Regions from separate parts of the Mus musculus genome. Here all the other regions are linked to region 1. Evidence: chromatin contacts called from public HiChIP or PLAC-seq data. All regions are on one chromosome and are shown on one strand. The core of a region is the stretch at or near the end of the contact, and the rest is flanking DNA. Distances in the headings are between cores, read along the strand shown.

Evidence for each region. HiChIP or PLAC-seq counts read pairs in DNA pulled down with a chosen protein or histone mark.
Region 2: a contact with region 1 is called in a FOXA1 HiChIP or PLAC-seq map of pancreatic cancer cells. The contact joins two enhancer-like sites. A contact is called at or near these places in 1 of 115 datasets of contacts at active chromatin or transcription factors (pancreatic cancer cells) and 1 of 9 other capture datasets (adipose tissue).
Region 3: a FOXA1 HiChIP or PLAC-seq map of pancreatic cancer cells shows a contact between it and region 1. The contact joins two enhancer-like sites. A contact is called at or near these places in 1 of 115 datasets of contacts at active chromatin or transcription factors (pancreatic cancer cells) and 2 of 9 other capture datasets (adipose tissue and embryonic stem cells).

Annotation. Positions count from the first base shown.
Region 1 is chr6:87,067,759-87,070,713 of GRCm38.p6, reverse strand. Gfpt1 (glutamine fructose-6-phosphate transaminase 1) reads right to left here. Exons shown (of 19, transcript NM_013528.3): 11 at 2,935-2,955. Among named protein-coding and RNA genes, the nearest start is that of Gfpt1, 26 kb to the right of the region's middle. Within about 2 kb of position 1,378, at least 93 of the 459 cell types and tissues checked have an H3K27ac peak or open chromatin away from gene starts, as enhancers often do. A contact at or near this core is called in pancreatic cancer cells, where this site is marked.
Region 2 is chr6:87,243,050-87,246,004 of GRCm38.p6, reverse strand. All of the region lies in intron 10 of Antxr1 (anthrax toxin receptor 1), which reads left to right. The region is part of intron 3 of Gm38851 (a long non-coding RNA gene); the gene reads right to left. Among named protein-coding and RNA genes, the nearest start is that of Gm38851, 21 kb to the right of the region's middle. Within about 2 kb of position 1,579, at least 20 of the 459 cell types and tissues checked have an H3K27ac peak or open chromatin away from gene starts, as enhancers often do. A contact at or near this core is called in pancreatic cancer cells, where this site is marked.
Region 3 is chr6:87,218,453-87,221,407 of GRCm38.p6, reverse strand. The region is part of intron 12 of Antxr1 (anthrax toxin receptor 1); the gene reads left to right. Among named protein-coding and RNA genes, the nearest start is that of Gm38851, 3.2 kb to the left of the region's middle. Within about 2 kb of position 1,582, at least 57 of the 459 cell types and tissues checked have an H3K27ac peak or open chromatin away from gene starts, as enhancers often do. A contact at or near this core is called in pancreatic cancer cells, where this site is marked.

The DNA of each region.
Region 1 (2,955 bases), core at 129-2,628:
AAATGACTTGGACTATAAACCACACTATTCATGTTTTCCAGGTCCCCTGTGAGCATTTCCAGGTTAACTTCTGTGCCTGCTCTTAATCAAAACACAGTGTAAGAGTACAGTGTTTGCACAGGTCTTGGTGTGCGCTACACTTTAGGAAGTATGATGTGTGTTCTATTGGTAAAATACTGTGTGCTGTTTGAATCCACTGAGAAACTGCCTCTGGAAATGGGGTTTTTCCCACCCCCCCACCCCCCACCATTTCAGGCCCAAGAATGTTTGTTCTCTCCAATCTGAAGACAGAATAGCCTTCTAAACACTGTGATAGGCACGAGAAAAAAACAGCCTAAGGAAAGCCATGGGAACAGCTCCAAGGAAAAACTATTTCTAACAGATGTTACTACTGTTTCCCCATAACAAACAAGTGTGTGCAGAGGGAAGGAAAAGCTGAAAAGTTAGAACCACCTCACCATCCCAGGTCTGTTTCTGCTCTACCCAATTTGACAATGCCCACTCTTGATACTCCGAAGCCTCCCCTTACTTGAGGGACCATTTTACCCTGACTAAACTCCAACTGACTGGGTTACAGAAGCCTTCCCAGTCAATTTCTGCTAGACATTTTGATATTTTGTTCTGTCTGTCTATCCATCATTTTCTACTGATTCTTTTCCTTTGGCTTGCCATATACTTCAGAAACTCAGCCATACAAAACCAAATGGATGGCTATAAGACAGAAAAAAAAACAAAAAACAAAAAAACAACGCCTGGAGGCTGGGGTGAGTCATACTCCATATAAAACAGACAAATTACATGAGGAGGGCGCACCTTTAAATCAAGAGGCAGCTGGAGATATGTGAGTCTAAGGCTGGCCTGGTCTTCAAAAGTGAGTTCCAGGCCATTTGGGACTATATAACACCCTACCCCTCCTCCCAAAAGAGCAGACAGTCTACCAGAGAAGGTAGTATTGCAGATGGAGATCAAGAACAGGCATGTTAAGACATGTTTCCTAAACTTAGTCAAGCAAATTCCCTGATGGCTTTTAGGCTAATTCTAGGAGTCCCCCAAGGTCTGAAATGACTTATGTACAATGTGTGAGACCCAGGCAGGCCTCTTGCTGCTCCTGCCTCAGCCTGCCAAGCATGTCATAATCTGGATAATGCTTTAGTCTAACTCTGACAACACAGCCATAACTAAGAAATAAATAGAAAGACTGCTTAGGAGGTGGGGTTCCTCAGGAGCGTCACTGAAGGAACACACCCATGAGTGACTGGCAATGTGACCTTTGGCAAACATTCAGCTGACAGTTCTGACGTCCCCGAGAACTCCTATCCTGTTTACATTAGACAACTCATATGCACGTAATACACGTAAGAGTTTTAAACACAGTAGCTGTCTCAGCGCTGGTGTATGACTCAGAAGGAGACGACACACATAGCACATGCAGGGTCCTAGTTTTGTTCCCCAGGATGTGGCACAGAGGGATTAAGACAACACAGTAACCACAGGAATAAAGGCATACCATGAAGTTCTCAAAGTCGGCCTCATTCTCTTCGCTTAGCAAACAGGTCTTTTTCCTGACTTAAGTTCCACGAATCCTTTGAGCACTGTGCTCTGGCCCTGGGTCTCCTCCCTCACAGATCTATGTGGTCCTCACGGTCCCACTCCTATTGCTCCTGTCTCCCCATTCTTCCTCTTTTCACTGTGCTCAGACAGATCGACATCGTACTGCTATATATAACCCAGGCTTTCCCTTCCCTGGCACCTACAGACCAGATAGCACCCAGACTTTAAAAGCTAATCAGCTTCCATAACAGAGGTGCCCCCTGAGCCCACCATCCACCTCCTCAGGACAGTTCCTCTCCCCAACTTTCCTAAACTGACTTTTATAATTCTTCAAATCCTAGACCTGAGACATACCCTAAACTACTGAGCATAAGCATAACAGAGCATAAGCCTCCTCATGGCTTTCACACCAATGCCCTCAGCTAATGCTCTTCCAGGCAGCCCAGTGTTCCCATCTGACCTCCACTTACTTACATCTTCCAAGCCTACACCTTCTTACATCGCGAGGCTTCCCCTCATCCCAACATCCCTTTCCTAAATTCAATACTAAACTTTAAACACTTTCTAGTGCTTGGATCATATTTTACATTTATTTAAATTGTTAATTATATATTCATATGATTAAATTATTAAGGGCAAGACTACATCAGAAACTCTGCTATGGTCTACTCCTGTGACATGAGTTGGAGACTAGAGTCTAGTCATGCGGTATCTGTAAGCTGCTGTGGTGTGTGCTCTAGAGACCAGAGCTGCTCTCTGACTTCTGCTTTCAACATGGAGCAAAGTGCAAACATGAAAGACCTCTGCAGAAGTTCGTGTTTTGCTACTTATGACAGAAACCTAGGGGCTGGAAAGATGGCTCAATGGTTAAGAGCACTTGCTGTTCTTGCAGAGAATTTGGGTTCTGTTTCCAGAGCACACATGATGGCTCCCAACTATATCAAACTCCTGTTCCAGTTCCTCTTCTAATCTCCAAGAGAATCAAGCACAAATGTGGTACACATATTATACAGACAGGCAGGCAAAGTGCCCAAGGTCTGATAACCACAGCAAGAACCTAGTGTGTGACTGTCACCTCGTAGTGGGATTATGCACATTCACACTGTGAGCCCCAGCCCTGCTATCCAACTCTAGAACTCTCCCACATACCCAGTGAAAACTACCTAGGAGACCATGACTCTCCACCATTCCCCAGCACCTGTCCCCACCAGCCCACTTTCTGTCCCCAAATCTGAGCTGACTCAACCAATACACAGTGCAATCGCACTTTGATACCTGGCAATCTTAGCTGTTCCACAAATCTATAAGAAGGACAATAATTTGTCAGGTTGCTAATGGCACTCCCCCAGGAGACTTAAATGACAAAATATAAAATGTCATTACCAGTGTAGTCATCAAAATTGA
Region 2 (2,955 bases), core at 330-2,829, 180 kb before region 1:
GTCTTGATCATTTCAACAAAACATGGATTTGAATTCTAGCTCTGGCTCTTTTTATACTGTAGCAGTAACTCAAGTAACTGACATGTGGGAGAATGAGCATTGGTGAGCACCCACCTGTAGTACCATAGTCTCTCCCTTCCCAATGGGTGTGGGAGCATCTTGTAAGACTATGGCTATATAGTGCTCAGCAATATCAGCATAAATGTGTTTATCTGTATATAAAGGATGGATGAACCCTTATGCATATATATTTATCTACACACACATGCACACACACCAAAACTCCTGGTGTCTAAATGATGTCAGTAAGGCTGAACAATATTAATAAGCACTAAAACATCTTGAAAACTGTGGTCTTCACATTTGAAGTGGATTTTAAAGGCTCAGGTGCCACTGTAATAAAGTGAGGGGACTCTTCCTGGGTTCTTATTGAGTCTTAAATGCCATACTTTGTGCTTTCATTCATTCCTATTTACACACAACAGCCCAATGATATCATAGCCACAATTCGTAGATGAACCTGACCCCAGTTACACACTAGTCAGAGCCAAACCTGGGATTTGAACCTGAAACTGTCAGAGCTGGTCTCTTCCATTCTCTTCACACCTGTAGTCAGCTTCCAGGATACCAGGTCCCAGATTATGTTCAATCTGTAATGACACCCATTAGTTCTCAAATCCTGATTTAAGTCAAACTTCTTTCTGATTATCAGACCCCTATAGACAAAGGATTTAGATTAATATGTCATAGGCGTTCTTAGAATTCTGAAATACATGCATTTCACATTCATTGAAGAAGAAGAAGAAGAAGAAGAAGAAGAAGAAGAAGAAGAAGAAGAAGAAGAAGAAGAAGAAGAAGAAGAAGAAATAATAATCTGATCTTCAACTCCTACCCCTCTAATTTTCTCCCTGGTTGTGAACAAGACAGAGCAGGCTGCTCCAGCCTCCTGGTCTCCATTACCCTTTTCTATTCCATGCCGTGCCAGGGAGCTGTGAAGTGAAATGGCCACCCAGTGAGCAGGGAAGCAGGGCCTCATTGTCCTCAGAGTGGATTACGGCCCCATAAACAGCACAACACACTGGCATTGGCAGAGGCTGCAATGGGGAGGGGGGCTGACATGGCCCCCAAACTAGGCACGGGGCCCCTCTGTGGTGAAGGAGGAAGTCCCTGGACCCTGCTTCCCAAGTGGCCATTCCAGGAAGGACTCGGATGATCTGAGTTATGGAAACCAAATGGCCTGCCTTTGTTAAAGAGAGAGGAAGAAAAAGCCACTCATTTTTGTGGTAAAGTGAAAACAGGTTCCAAACCAGACAGCCCCTCTGAGAGGCAAAAATGCCAGCTCTGTAAGTGAACCCACAGCCTCCCAGCCTGGGTTCAATCTCGGGGACATCAGAGCTGTACCCCCAAGCCGCCACCGTTCTCCATCCTGCTTTGCCCCAGAAATATTTGGCCTTCCGAACAGGAAAGGAAGACAAAAAAAAAGGAAAATGAGAAATGTCCCTCTGCCCAGGCCTCTGCCTGCCTCCCACCCCTTGTTAGCTAGGACAGAGGGATGAGACAGGAGCCAGTGCCTGCCTGCAGCCACCTCAGAAGCCCTCCAGCTCAAACCACAGCATGGAGCCTGGAGTCACAGGCCTTCTGGGGCCACCCTGTGGCTGCCTGGGGGTCTGTGGGTGGGGCTGCACCACAGGTACTGTACACAAGAGCTGTGGGTAAACCACAGCCACAAGGAAATAAATACAAGATCCAGTCAGCCATGCTGGGCAGGGTTTGGCTTATTCCCTCCCCCAGGCTTCCCTGGAGCAGGAAGTCTCTCCGTGATGACAGGACACTGCAGAGTTTGGGTCTGGGCCTGGCTTGCTTGTATCACTATGTAGCTAAGATGGCACTTGGTCTTTCTGAACCTCCATTTTCATCTGAAAAATGATCCTGGGGTGGAAAGATGGTTCCGTTGGTAAAGTGATCCCCAGAAGGGTGAGGACCTGAGTTTGAACCCCTAGCACCGATAAAGGAACAAACAATAACTGAGCAAAGCAACATGGGCCTGTAATCAATCCCAACACTGAGGAGGCGAAGCCAGGAGGATAACTATGGCTTCTGTCCAGACAGCCTAACTGGATCAGGAAGACCCAGGGTCAGTGAGAAAACCCATCTCAAAAACTAAGATGGAGAAGCACAGAAGACATCTGATGTCGACCTCTGGTCTCCACACAGAAACAGTCTCTCTCTCTCTCTCTCTCTCTCTCTCTCTCTCTCTCTCTCACACACACACACACACACACACACACACACACACACACACCTTCCTTCCTCCCTTAGCTCCTAAGGCTGTCACTAGCAGAGCTGTCAAAGTGACTAGCAGGTTATTTGTTGGGCATCCAGACTTTGCGACACCTACCCACATGCTACCCAGGAAGGAAGCAGTGATTCAGCTAGCCTGCCTGGGATTTGCCTGTCTCTGCCTCCTCGATGCTAGGATTTCAAGTGCCTACCACCCTGCCTAGCTAGAAAGATGCTCAGGATTCGAACTTGGGTCCTCATGCTTGCACACAAATACTTAACTAGCTGTCTCTACTACAGATGACCTACCCTAAGGCACACTTGTGTCTGCTGGGTGCTCATGACAAACCCCACTGAAGCTGCCACTTCCCAGGTACAACTCTTATTGGATTTTCATGAGACCTGACAAAGCTGCCTGCCTTCTGCAACCCAGGGATATTTGCTGTACTTGTTTGTGTTTGACAGAGCATTTTCTCCATGAGGATGGGCTCTCCCAAACTGGATGTAGATGTGAATCTCCTTAGAGCCCCTCCTTAGCTATTCCTTACAGAAAAGCAAACTCAAACTATGTTGGTACAAGGATTAGATGGACATGGGACCAGGACACCAGCATCAGAAAGTGAGCCCTGAATTCTCTTCTAGTGGCTGCTACCACATGGGTTAGGGTGCTGCCAT
Region 3 (2,955 bases), core at 333-2,832, 150 kb before region 1:
TCCCCTATGTGGATCCCACTCGCACCTTCACAAGTCAAACTTTGTGCTTGCCTCTGAGTAGGAGACCCCATCTCTCCTTGCCCCTGCAGGTTAGGGTTTCTACTGCTGCGATGAAACAGGCAAGTTGGGGAGGAAAGGGTTTATTCAGCTTAGATGTCCACAGCATTGTTCATCATTAAAGGAAGCCAGGACAGGAACTCAAACAGGGCAGGAACCTGGAGGCAGGAGCCATGGAGGAGTGCTGCTTACTGGCTTGTTCCCTATGGCTTACTTAGTCTGCTTTCTTATAGAACCCAAGACCACCAGCCCAGGGATGGCACCACCCACCATGGGTTGGGCCCTCCCCTGTTGATCACTAATTGAAAAAATGCCTACAGCCAGATCTCATGAAGGCATTTCCTCAACTGAGGCTCCTTTCTCTCAGTTGACTCTAGCTTGTGTCAAGTTGACACACAAAACCAGTCAGGACACTGCCTACCCAAGAGTCACCTCTAGTGTGAAGTGCTGGTTCCGTGGCCCTGTTCTCCAGCCCAGGTTAGCTTGCTAAGTGCTAGAGCCTGCTGCTTTTACGTGGGGGCCAGGTTGCCCTCATCTGAACTCTGGCTTCTCTAGCACTCATGAGGCTGAGGTGCAGAGATCAGAAGCCTAGGCCAGCCTGAGCTACAGAGAAACTCTGAGACTGTGTGTAAAAACAAAACAAAACAACAACAACAACAAAAGCAAACAAGAACCGTAGCCTTCTCTGTAAGACTTCCCAGTTTCTCTGGATCTTCTTAGATCATATTTAGCTATAAGGTGGGAGAAATAAGAAAATAGGGTTTAGAGTTCATTAAATTATCAATAGGAATGAAATGTGCTAGCCTAGAACACAGAAAGAATAAAGATAATCCCTGTACATAAGTGTCCAGTAAACATTAGCTATATTAGTAGTTAATGTTCTTATCATTGTTATCATCTTCTTTCCATCAGCATATAAGTAAGATCTTTAGGAGAAATGTGTTTTGTTCCTTGCTGGGTATGCAGCCATGGAGTAACCCATGCCTCCTGCTCTGTTTAGATTCCCCACCACAGACTGAACACTTTGAGCCGGTCTAGTTGGTCCTGTGTCCCTGAGCTGCCCACTAAACACAGAGTACAGACACAATAGACACTTGCAGGGCGTGACAGTTCTTGCTCTAAGTTTCTAGAAAACAGAGTTCAGACTTCTATATTTGACAGCGACATTTACAGATGTGACATTGATAACTTCAGGAAGCACATGGGCCCTAGGTAGCAGCTTTCTCTAAGGGACGAGACCATTTTTAAGCAGCCCTTGGGGAGGGCTCCTTGCTTATCCCCCTCACTACATCGACGGGGACTTTTGACTCCTAAGGGGCTGCCGCAGAGCCGGCCATCACTCTCCATCCCTGGTGTCTTCCTTAGGAGTTGTCCGCCCTCCCCACCCCTACCCCCCTGCCACCATGAGCCAGTCCTTCACCCTTGCTGCCCACAGAAACTGCCCCATCTCCCACAGGAATGTAGAGCTGTGCTGCATAGTGTCTCAGCCTTTATGGAAGGCTGCAGTTTTATAAGCCTCTTGGTGACCAAACCACTTATTACTCCAAGTGCAGACAGGTTTACGACCTGAAATGTTCACCGTGCTGGTTGCTATGGGGAAACAGAGGAAAATTCCAGCTCAGTCTGAAGTGATCACTTGTATGGGATGGCTTGGTCCTCTCCTCTCACTCCCGTCCAGTGCTCCTTCTCTCATTGGTTGATACGGAGGCAGCAGCTTTCTTCCCTCTCTCAGTTGCCTAGAATACAGAGACAGACAGGACACAAGACTGGCCCCTAACTAGCATGTGATTTCTTGCCGACACCACTAACTGCATGCTCTGTTCCAGACTTCTGTATGCATGCCTTAGCCCAACGGTCCCTCCTACCATGGCCTTGTCTATGGAGGACCCTCACTTTCCCCTACCCCACACTCTGACTGCCCAGCCCTGCACCTGAGCCTGAGGCCTGGCTCCCTTGAGGGGCAATCCCACATTCCCAAACCTTGGCTTTTTGGCTGGAGTCAAGGGTGTTTAGTTCCCTGGCTTTTTGGTCAAAGACATTCCAGAGAGTTCCAGGGAATGAGAGTCGCCTTTAAACCTCGTCCAGAGCCTTATTGAGCTCTCAAAGTAGGAGTGACTCATATCCTGGCTCTGCCACTAACTTGTGGGGTCGCCCTGGACAGGTCACCCAGCCTCCCTCTTGTGTAGATGTGGGAGAAGGACAGCGCTGAGAGCCTGATAGAGACCTGTGCATGCTCTTCCCTAAGGAGCACGGTGGCATACCGCTGGGTTGCAAGCCTCCCTCCTCCTGAGCCCACTTGTGGATCCCACAGATCACTCACTGCACAAGCTTCCCTATGCTCACACTCGGACGTCTGAGAGGAGACCCCCATGAATATTCTAAAGAAGCCACTTGGGATATTTCTCATTATGAAAACTTTTTAAAGGAAAGAGATACGGATTTTTTTAAAAGAAGTAAACTGGCCTGCCAGTGACGGTTCTTTAACATCTCAGTACCTATAAATGAACTGTCAGTGAAAATGCCAGTGTGGGCAGACACCTGTAATCCTGCCACTCTAGCACTTGGGAGCAGGGGGGTGAGGGAGAGAGGATAAAAGGATTGGGATTTCAAGACCAGCCTCAGTCCAATAGTGAGTTCAAAGCCAGCCTGAGATACATGAAATCCTATCTCAAAACAATCAAAAGCTATTGGTGAGATTGTTAGTAAGCATCAAAGACACTCTTTCTGCCCCTTACTCTTGTTTTGTTTTGTTTTGTTTTTAGGAATGATTAGAAAACCTTCATTTCCTGTAAAAACTATATTACCTCTCTTTTTGTAGTATCTTAAGTTTTTTTTACATTTTTTATTAGATATTTTCTTTATTTACATTTCAAATGTTATCCCCTTTCCTAGTTTCCC